Linked DNA regions of Macaca mulatta: region 2 is linked to region 1. A link is a contact called in public Hi-C data. All regions are on one chromosome and are shown on one strand. Each heading gives the region's core, a stretch centred on a gene start, on an enhancer-like site or on the middle of the called end of the contact. The rest is flanking DNA. Distances are from core to core; before and after follow the strand shown. Region 1 holds the start of PSPC1 (paraspeckle component 1). Region 2 holds the start of LOC144336132.

The links. Hi-C and Micro-C count contacts between places; a contact is called where the count stands out from the background.
Region 2: a Hi-C map of fetal cortex germinal zone shows a contact between it and region 1, with 2.1 times the contacts expected there. The contact joins the promoter of LOC144336132 here to the promoter of PSPC1 in region 1. A contact is called at or near these places in 2 of 14 Hi-C or Micro-C datasets (fetal cortex germinal zone and liver).

What each region holds. Positions count from the first base shown.
Region 1 is chr17:1,969,641-1,974,935 of T2T-MMU8v2.0, forward strand. PSPC1 (paraspeckle component 1) reads left to right here and starts at 2,289. Exons shown (of 9, transcript NM_001257902.1): 1 at 2,289-2,836. The coding sequence starts at 2,465.
Region 2 is chr17:2,113,164-2,118,772 of T2T-MMU8v2.0, forward strand. It overlaps LOC144336132, which reads left to right and starts at 4,254. Exons shown (of 3, transcript XM_077973763.1): 1 at 4,254-4,545; 2 at 5,549-5,609. MPHOSPH8 (M-phase phosphoprotein 8) reads right to left here and starts at 4,131. Exons shown (of 13, transcript XM_077973749.1): 1 at 3,819-4,131. The coding sequence starts at 4,028.

The sequences.
Region 1 (5,295 bases), core at 1,039-3,538:
ACAGGCTGGAGTGCAGTGGCACAATCCGGCTCACTGCAACCTCCACTCCCAGGTTCACGCGATTCTCCTGCCTCAGCCTCCCGAGTAGCTGGGACTACAGGTGCCCACCACCACGCCTGGCTAATTTTTTGTATTTTTAGTAGAGACAGGGTTTTGCCATGTTGGCCAGGCTGGTCTTGAACTCCTGACCTCAAGTGATCCGCCTGCCTGGACCTCCCAAAGTGCTGCGATTCCAGGCGTGAGCCACCGCACTTGGCCACCTGATGTACCTTAACAAATACCACTGAAACAGTTTTTTTTTCTGGCAGTGGGGTAGTCTCTCTGCATTCTATTTTTTTTTTTTTTTTTTTTTTTTTGAGACAGAGTTTCGCTGTTGTTGCCCAGGCTGGCGTTGAATGGCATGATCTCGGCTCACCACAACCTCCACCTCCTGGGTTCAAGCGATTCTCCTGCTTCAGCCTCCGGAGTAGCTGAGATTGCAGGCACGCACCACCACGCCCAGCTAATTTTGTATTTTTAATAGAGGTAGGGTTTGTCCATGTTGGTCAGGTTGGTCTCGAACTCCTGACCTTGTGATCTGCTCGCCTTGGCTTCCCAAAGTGCTGGGATTACAGGAGTGAGCCACTGCACCTGGCCTCTGCCTTCATTTTTTAATTGCCAGTCATAATTTTTTCTTTCACAGAATCCATATCTTAAACTTGGAAGGAATCTGCTGCATTTCCCTAGAGAGTATTTTGTTTTGTTTTGCTAGAGACAAAAGCAGTTACTGGGGCTTATAACACAGTACCCCTAAGTATGGCACATTGGCATTCTGGTGGTTTTTTAGCTGAAGGAGGCAGGAGTGCCTCAAAAGCAAGATGGTCTCTCTCTGACCTTCTCCTGCCTCTCTATCCTCCCACCTGCCTACCTCCCCACTCCCCGACCCCACTATTTCTCTCCTAAAGCAAGCCATGAAATTGAGAAAGATTACTCTCTGACTTACTTCTTCTGAAAGTAGGTCATAGACCCTTATGTGACATGGGTCCTGCCTGATACACAGAGGAAGGGAATGCTACACAGAGACACGAAGAATCTGGACAAACGGGTTATGCTGAGTTCCCCCAAGCAAACACATTTTTCCCTGAGTCTGTCTCTGTCATTCAAGCCAGAGTGCTTTCACGCAATCCTAGTTGACTGCAATTCTCGTTGACTGCAGCCTGGACCTCCTGGGCTCAAGCTATCCTCCCACCTCAGCCTCTTTAGTAGCTAGGACTACAGGTACATGCCACGATGCCTGCTAATTAAAAAAAATTTTTTTTTTTTTGGCCAGGTGCGGTGGCTCACACCTGTAATCTCAGGCAGATCACCCGAGGTAGGGAGTTTGAGACCAACCTGACCAACATGGAGAAACCCCATCTCTACTAAAAATACAAAAATTAGGCGAGCGTGGTGGTGCATGCCTGTAGTCCCAGCTACTCAGGAAGCTGAGGCAGAGGCTTGCTTAAACCTGGGAGGCAGAGGGTGCAGTGAGCCGAGATCGCGCCACTGCACTCCAGCCTGGGCGACAGAGCGAGATTCCGTCTGAAAAAAAAAAAAACAACTCAGGGGAACACATTTATTATAAATAGGTATTTTATTTATAAAGAACATTTTGGGCTGGGCGCTGTGGCTCACGCCTGTAATCCCAGCACTTTGGGAGGCCGAGACGGGCGGATCACGAGGTCGGGAGATCGAGACCATCCTGGCTAACACGGTGAAACCCTGTCCCTACTAAAAATACAAAAAAAAAAAAAAAAAAAAAAATTAAGAGCCGGGCGTGGTGGCGGCGCCTGTGGTCCCAGCTACTCGGGAGGCTGAGGCAGGAGAATGGCGGGAACCCGGGGGGCGGAGCTTGCAGTGAGCCAAGATGGCGCCGCTCACTCCAGCCTGGGCCACAGAGCGAGACTCCGTCTCCAAAAACAAAACAAAACAAACAGAAAATTGAGCTTGATATCTAAAAGGGTAAGGATGTTTACCCAAATCATTGTATTTTCACACACTGCTGCACACATCACATGATTTGTCCCACGAGTACAGCCAACAACAGTCTGCTATTTTAGCAGGATGGAAAGGGACCTCTTCCCCGTCCCGGGAGGAGGTTTGTCGAGTGCACGCGCAATGTTGTGCGCATGCGCAGTCCGAGTCAACGGTCCTTTTTGGTCCCTGGAAATGCGCAGGCGCGTCATTCCGGCGCCGGCTTTGGCGGAGGGGCGGGGCTTGCGCCGGCGTCTCTTCTTCCAACTGCAGTTTGTGGCAGCGCCATTTTGAATGTGCGGCTGCCGCGGGTGTGAGTCGGTGGAGGACGAGTTGCCGACTCGTCTCCATAGCGGTCTCTTGATTGTCGATATTTTGTTGCCATAGGTTTATCTAGAGACGTATACATATATACAGACACGCTATATAGAAATCTAGGCCTGTATCCGGCGTCCGAGGCGAACTCCCTAAGATGATGTTAAGAGGAAACCTGAAGCAAGTGCGCATTGAGAAAAACCCGGCCCGCCTTCGCGCCCTGGAGTCCGCGGCGGGCGAGAGCGAGCCGGCGGCCGCGGCAGCCATGGCGCTCGCGCTTGCCGGGGAGCCGGCACCGCCCGCGGCCGCGCCGCCGGAGGACCACCCGGACGAGGAGCTGGGGTTCACTATCGACATCAAGAGTTTCCTCAAGCCGGGCGAGAAGACGTACACGCAGCGCTGCCGCCTCTTCGTGGGGAACCTGCCCACCGACATCACGGAGGAGGACTTCAAGAGGCTCTTCGAACGCTATGGCGAGCCCAGCGAAGTCTTCATCAACCGGGACCGTGGCTTCGGCTTCATCCGCCTGGTGAGTGTCAGGCCGCCCGCGCGAGGGAACAAAAGGGCTGCCGGGGCGGCCGCGGGGCCGTGGGCTGAGGCCCCCCTCGTCCTAGGACGCCGTCTCCGTGAGCTGTGGCAACCGTGGCGCCGCTCGGCCTCGCCGATTCCCCTGGGCGGGATTGGCCGCTTCCCCTCGGGTTTCGAGTTCGCGGTCCCGGGATTTCCTGCGCTCTCGGTGGCCGCCGTTTTCCGCCGCGCGCCGGTCGTGCTTGCGGTGGCTGCGGGCCTGCTGCCCGGCGCTGGCCCGGGCACGGTGCGCTCTGCTCAGGCCGCGAGCGCTCCGGGGTTCCCCGTTGCCCGGGTACCGAAAGGGCCCGGGGGCAGGGGCGGGCGGCGTTTTGGGATGAGAATTCTTCAAGGCAAAAATTGTGCCATAATAGAAACGAAGTGAACGTCAATTTGGAACGGAAGCTTGAGTCGCACCAGACGAATCACTGGTGAGGGTCTATCCGGGAGACTTGCTTCTTAGACGGTTATTCACATCCCATCCTTGGTTTCAACGACACCTATATGCGTTTAAGGGTAGACCACTTTATTTCTAAATTAAATTTATTTATTTTAATAGAAATGGGGTCTCGCCGTGTTGACCAGGCTAGTCTCGAACTCCTGGGCACGAGCGATCCTCCTGCCTTGGACTCCCACTCTTGATTTCTCACCTCAGTGCAGCCTGCTTTTTACCTCAAACTGCTTAGGTGCCCAAACTCTGTACTCAAGTAACACCGTTTAATCTGCGGTAATGGGACGGTGTTTAATTTTATGTGTCTAATACAGTGTTTCTCTACCAAACATCCTGGAGAGTTCCACGTTTTTATAGGGGGAGAATAGATGATACACAGTAGTACTTCATAAATTACTGATACATACCCTAGTATCAGAGTAATATAGCTTACTCTCTTGTAATCTAAATTTTGAAAAGTTTTCCAATAATTTATGCAAAAATTGTGATTCCTTTATATTTTTTAAAAATTTGAACAAGCCTGGCCAAACTCCATCTCTACTAAAAATACAAAAATTAGCTGGGCGTGGTGGTGCACGCCTGTAGTCTCAGTTACTTGGGAGGCTGAGGCAGAGGCTGCAGTGAGCTGAGATCACAAAACAAAACAAAAATAGCGAAGGTTTACGCCTTTTTTTTTTTTTTGAGACAGGGTCTCGCGCTATCACCCTAGGTAGAGTACAGTGGCGTGATCTCAGCTCCTGGGCTCAAGCAGTTCTCCTGCCTCAGCCTCCCGAGTAGCTGGGACTACAGTCATGCACCCCCAAGCCCGCCTAATTTTTGTGATTTTTTTGTAGAGGCAGCGTTTCGCCATGTTGCCCAGATTGCTTTCGAATTCCTGGGCTCAAGAGATCCTCCCGTCTTGGCCTCCCAAAGTGCTGGAATTACAGGGTGAGCCACTGTGCCCAGCCTGGAGCTTTGACTTTAAAAATTGGGTTCTCTGTCTGGACGATACAAAATCTTAATATGTAGAGAAAATTGTAGTTACGTGGTACTGTATTTTTATTACTTTTTTTCTTTTTTAAAAAATTAATGTACTTCTAAAACCTTTAAGATACTGTTTTTTTGAGACGAAATCTTGCTCTGTCACCAGGTTGGAGTGCAGTGGCGGGATCTTGGCTCACTGCATCCTCCACCTACCGGGTTCAAGCGATTCTCCTGCCTCAGCCTCCCAGCTGGGACTACGGGCGCATGCGACCACGACCAGCTGATTTTTGTATTTTTGGTAGAGACGGGGTTTCACCCATGTTGGCCAGGATGGTCTCGCCCTCTTGACCTCGTGCTCCACCCGCCTCGGCCTACCAAAGTGCTGGGATTTCAAAGATGAGCCAGGGCACCCAGCCAAGAGACTATTTTTTAGGGCAAACATTTCAACATGTAAGCGGCTTCAAGAGAAGGGCAAATATTCACAACTGCTAATAATAATGAAATAGGGAAATTTCCTTAAAATTCGGGTTAAATAATCATTACATTTTGAATATTATAAATGCATTTCTTTATTTTTTGGACATTAGATAAACAGCTCGCCATTTGGTGAACATTTTTATGCAAAAGTTATCTTTTTTGGCCGGGCGCGGTGGCTCATGCCTGTAATCCCAGCACTTTGGGAGGCTGAGGCGGGCGGATCACAAAGTCAGGAGATCGAGACCATCCAGGCTAACACGGTGAAACCCCGTCTCTACTAAAAATACAAAAAAATTAGCCGGGCGTGGTTGCAGGCGCCTGTAGTTCCAGCTACTCAGGAGGCTGAGGCAGGAGAATGGCGTGAACCCGGGAGGCGGAGCTTGCAGTGAGCCGAGATCGCGCCACTCACTCTAGCCTGGGTGACAGAGCGAGACTCCGTCTCAAAAAAAAAAAAAAAAAATTTACATATGGTAAAGGGCAAAAATTTTAAGTGTACTGGTTGGTGATTTTTTTTTTTCTTTTTTTTCTTT
Region 2 (5,609 bases), core at 3,004-5,503, 150 kb after region 1:
AAAGACAAATAGATAAATGATTAACAACTGGAGAATCGGGGTGAAGGTACACGAGAGTCTATCTAATTCTTACAACATTTCTGATAATTTTTAAAAAGCAGTGGAGACTAGAAAACTACCTTTTACATTAACATAGTTATTAATCTAATGCTAGTTATCAATGAAATTTGAGCTAATTGATGAGAAGGAGGATATTAAGAACAATTTTCAATAGCTCCAGATTTAATTTACTGATAATTGTTACCCTTTACTTCAACTGGTGTGCTTCATTCATTCACTCATTCAACAAATAGTTATTGAACGTAGCCACTATGTTTCAGGAACCTTTTGAGTTTTAGGAGCATGGCAGTATACAAATACAGATGAAATCCCTGAATTCCACGTCCTTGTATGGAGTCATGTAAATCCAAAAAATTGTCCAGGGTTTTGCTATGTATTAGGAAATTGCATGATGGCCCTAGGATTTATAAATTTGACTTCAAAATTCCAGAAGTAGTCTATTTCTTGGTGGCCAAAGTTTCCTTTAATCAGTGAGCCAAACCAAAAGGCAGGCCCCTGTTCTACCAGATCATATACACTAGAGCAACAGTTTAAAATGTTTGTTAAAAATATAAAAAAACTGGTCTGGCACAGTGGCTCACACCTGTAAATCCCAGCACTTTGGGAGGCCAAGGGTGGAGGATCACTTGAGCCCAGGAGTTCAAGGCCAGTATGGGCAACGTAGGGAGACCCCATCTCTACAAAAAATTAAAATATTAGTCGCAGTAGAGCACACCTATAGTCCCATCTACTTGAGAGGCTGAGGTGGCAGGACTGTTTGAGCCTGGGAGGTCAAGGCTGCAGAGAACCATGATTATGCCAATGCACTCCAGCCTGGGCAACAGAGAACTTGTCTCAAAAAAAAAAAAAAAAAAAAAAAAAGGAAATTAAGCAATATACAGTATTAGAATTTAATTTTCTGCTTACTCTATTACCCCAAATAAATTATAATAATTTGGAATAGTGGTGTATGCATGCATTTCCACAGTTCTTATGTTAATTATTCACACATATAGTTAGAATCAAGAAATATTACGAACTAGTAAAAAGTGAATCAATTCTAAGTGTTTCTGATTATAGACTATAGACTAGACTATAAGGAGGCCTAACAAACCGCTAGCAGGGCCCTTAAGTTTGTCAATGGCTACGTGGCTAACTAACCGGCTGGTTCACTCAGCAGTGAAGAGAAAACTGCCATAGTCCTGTTCCGCTAAACACCTTTTGTATTAGTCCATTTTCATACTGCTACGAAGAAATACCCGAGACTGGGTAATTTATAGAGGAAAGAGGCTTAATTGACTCAGTTCAGCATGGCCGGGGAGGCCTCAGGAAACTTATAATCATGGTGGAAGGCAAAGGAGAAGCAGGCACCTTCTTCACAGGGTGGCAGGATCGAGTGAGTGCAAGCAGGGGAAATGCCAGACGCTTATAAAACCACCAGATTGAGACTCACTATCACAAGAACAGCATGGGAGAAACCATTCCCATGATCCTACCTCCACCTGGTCCCGCCCTTGACACGTGGGGATTATGGGGAATACAACAAGATGAGACTCTGGGTGGGGACACAGCCAAGCCATATCACCTTCAATCTTTTTTTTTTTTTTTTTTTTTTTGAGACGGAGTCTCGCTCTGTTGCCCGGGCTGGAGTGCAGTGGCCGGATCTCAGCTCACTGCAAGCTCCGCCTCCCGGGTTCCCGCCATTCTCCTGCCTCAGCCTCTCGAGCAGCTGGGACTACAGGCGCCCGCCATCTCGCCCGGCTAGTTTTTTTGTATTTTTTAGTAGAGACGGGGTTTCACCGTGTTAGCCAGGATGGTCTCGATCTCCTGACCTCGTGATCCGCCCGTCTCGGCCTCCCAAAGTACTGGGATTACAGGCTTGAGCCACCGCGCCCGACCACCTTTAATCTTATAAATCACTCCTTCACAAGAGCACCTAAAAATGCAAGAACTTGAATTTTAACTCACAGCACTAAAGCCTAATTGCCTTACACATATAAGTTTCTTAGTTTCACCCTCTTTAGACTGGTGAGGCTTTAGGTACACAATGCTTACAATCTTTGAGGCTGGCAAAATTAAACACTGTATGAATGAGAATCATCTTAATTCTAAAGATTTTTATCCTTGTAGCCAATTTTTTTTTTTTTTTTTTTTGAGATGGAGTCTCCCTCTGTCGCCCAGGCTGGAGGGCATCGCCCAGGCTGGAGGGCAGTGGCACAATCTCGTTTTACTGCAACCTCCGCCTCTGGGGTTCAAGCAATTCTCCTGCCTCAGCCTCCTGAGTAGCTGGGATTACTGGCGCTCGCTACCTCGCCCAGCTAATTTTTGTATTTTTTTGTATTTTAGTAGAGACAGGGTTTCACCATGTTGGCCAGGCTGGTTTCGAACCCCTGACCTCGTGATCTGCCCGCCTCAGCCTCCCAAAGTGCTAGGATTACAGGCATGAGCCACTGCGCCCGGCCCTAGCCAAATGTTTTTCAAATACCTCCTGCATGCCTAGTATTGTGTTAAATGCAAGTGATACAAAATAGTCTAACAGTGGCTCCTCCTTTCACCTCAAGGTGCTTACAATATATTTGGAGAAATTATACATAAAACATTTCCATCTTTATTGCAATTAACAATATTAATGACATCAGATCTTAATTACATAACTCCCCACAGACAGGAAAAGTTTCCCCCGTTAGCAACTGTGTATGCTTCAATTAATCTCAATATTGTCCGGACCTAACACAGCACCTGGCATACAGTAGTTGATTTAAAAACTGCTGAATGAATAGGCAAAAAAATGACACAAGGCAGCATATGACCAATGGGAAATAAGAGACAATGAAAAGAACACAACATAGAGAATGACCACTGTGGGGCCCTTTGGGTACCTCACATCCATCTACTGAAACAGATTATTTTCTTATTGTCCATGTTTCCCCTTGGATTAAAGGAGCCCACATAAAGCAGGAGAGACAGAGAAAGAACGAGAATGGCTTACATGCCTTCACAGAGGTCAATACAAAAAGTAAAAAGGGCAGAGATGAGAAGCTCCTCCCTCTGCAGAGGTTAGGGTCAGAAAACGCTTTCCCAGAGAACTACACCCCGAGGCCTTGGAAGATGGAGTGAGATTTCACCAGAAGAAGAGGGCAGAGAACTGTCCAGGCCAGGAGAACAGGAAACACCAAGGCATGGTGTGATGAATTTCAAGTATGTCTGTGTGGCTGCGATCTATACAACGCATAGGGGAGGGAGGGATGATGCTGATCAGCTTATGAAGGCCTTTCAATGCCACCCTCTGGGTAAGATTGAGATTTTACTCCGAGGGCAAATGAAAATTCCGGAAGATTTTAAACCAGGGAGTCAGTTAAGGTTTTGGAAACCACTGCAGCGATGGCGAGGACAGTGGACCATGACGAGAAGCATTACTTCACTATCTCATCACTCCAAAGGGCAGCAGCTCCAACCACATGCCCCAATACTGGCGACTACAGAAGTCCTTCACCAGCTGCCTGCAGCCTTGTGATCACCACACACCACATCCCAGACTGCTTCGTCTCTTAGGCCAAAGCGATCCTGCAAAATTCGCTGAAGCTTCCCTCCCAGACTCGGTCCTAAGCGTGCACTCGGAAACGTCACTTCGCTTTTCCCACGATTTCGCGTGCTTGCACTCAACTCTCACATTCCTCCCCTGCCCCTGTTTTGGGTCCGCCCGCGCTGTTTCCAGCTCGCGTCCTCCCCGTCGGGCCCGCAGCTCCCCGCCCATCCCGCGCCGGGGCCCCCCCACGTACCCCCTCGGTCTTCATGTCCAGGATCTTCTCCACCTCGAACACATCCTCGCCGTCCTCCTCGCTGTCGCCAAAGGCCTCCGCTCCTCTCGCGGCTGCGTCATTATCCTCGCCCACGACTCCAACTCCTTCGACTTCGGCCAACTCCTCAGTGCTGTCGGCAGCTGTCATAGGGACTGCGGTCACACTCGCTCCCTCCGCAACCGGCTCCATCCCGGCAGCTCCGCAAACCGCCGTGGAAAACCCGCTGCGACACACACACCCCAGCAGCCCCTCGCGTTCCGCGCTCGGCCCTACTCCACATCGGCGGCGTAACGGAAGCCGACCAATGGCGGGCTCGGACCCTAGAGTGACAGGAACAGAAGCCAGTCGTGGAAAGGCGGGCGCGGCGCAGCTACGCGGAGCCCGCGGGAAGCAGGTGGGCGGGGCAGGGAGGGCGCCCCGGGCGGAAGAGCGTCGAGACGGCGGGTAGCTGTGGCGGAAAAGGTCGAGGATGGGAGGGGAGCGGGCGAGGCGGGCGACGCTGGGGAGGAGGAGGGTCGTGCGGGCGGAGGGCTCCCAGGGCGGAGGGCGGCCCGGAGGAGCTGACAGTGCCTGATCCCCCGGCGAGGAAGCCTCAGGTGCGGGCGCCGGGAGGGCCGGAGCCGCGGACTTTCTAGGAACGGGAACCCCGCTGCTGCGGAAACCCCAGCCGAGCGGACCGGCCTCCCAGAAGTCATATAGGATTTTGGTAGGTTTAGCACGTGTGGATGATCCAATCAAACATAACTCACAGTGTTCGTGTATTTTAATAAGTGTTGTTTAAAGACAAGGAAACGTAGCGGCCCAAAAAGCATCCGTTTTTCAAGTTCTAGCGCCCTTTGCGTTTTCGTTGAAAATATCGGAGAAGGACGTGATGAAAAGTATTTGTTCACGTTGCGAAGAGTTGACAAAAATTACGCCACCCAAAGTTAGCGAAAAACTGCTAGGAAGATACACTTAAGGATAATGTGTTTTTCTCACTTTGAATTTCGGATATGCAACTGAAATCTTTATGGCATCAAACTCTCTGTTTTTGTTTCTTTGAACACTGGACTTAATTTGTAAGATAAGCCTCATTGTCAAGTCTCTGAGCTTTAACTGAAGCATAATCTATAGTCCGGCAAATCCTTTCGCAGAGAATCACCAGATCTTCGAGTTGACTCAATGATATATTTTGTTTCACTCAGCTTTAATAGGATAGTACTTGATGATATACTGTTGAGCTTATTAAATGCATCCTATGTACCATCACTACAGAAGGCATTAGTAACAAATACAAAGATCAGCAGAGCGGAGTATGCCTTCCTAGGACCCACAGGAAGGAGTCCCAGGAAGACACACACCAATACTAACAATTAGGTATTTTAAAACTGTAAAAATATTACCCATATAATTAGTTGATGGGAGACAGCTCATTTTTACAGAATTCCAGATAAATATAGAAGAAAAGTTGGAATTAGAAAAATCACAATAATGTGTGCACAAGATCTAGGGAACAAAGCATTATAGGAAAGGGTGATGAGGAACTGGATATTCACAAGGCACTATTGATCCACAGATTACTTGTTGGTTGTAGGGGAAATCTAGCTTCACATTTGAAAGTCCACTGATCAATGTTAGCATTACTAAAAGTGGAACAACCAGACTGTATGCTTTCTGTTGACAGAAATGTTGATCCTTAATATGCTCAGGCCTTTAAGTGTAATTTCCAGTTACAGGAAAGAAGAAAAGGGAAAGAAGAAAAGGAAACAAATCAGACAAATCCAGAATGTG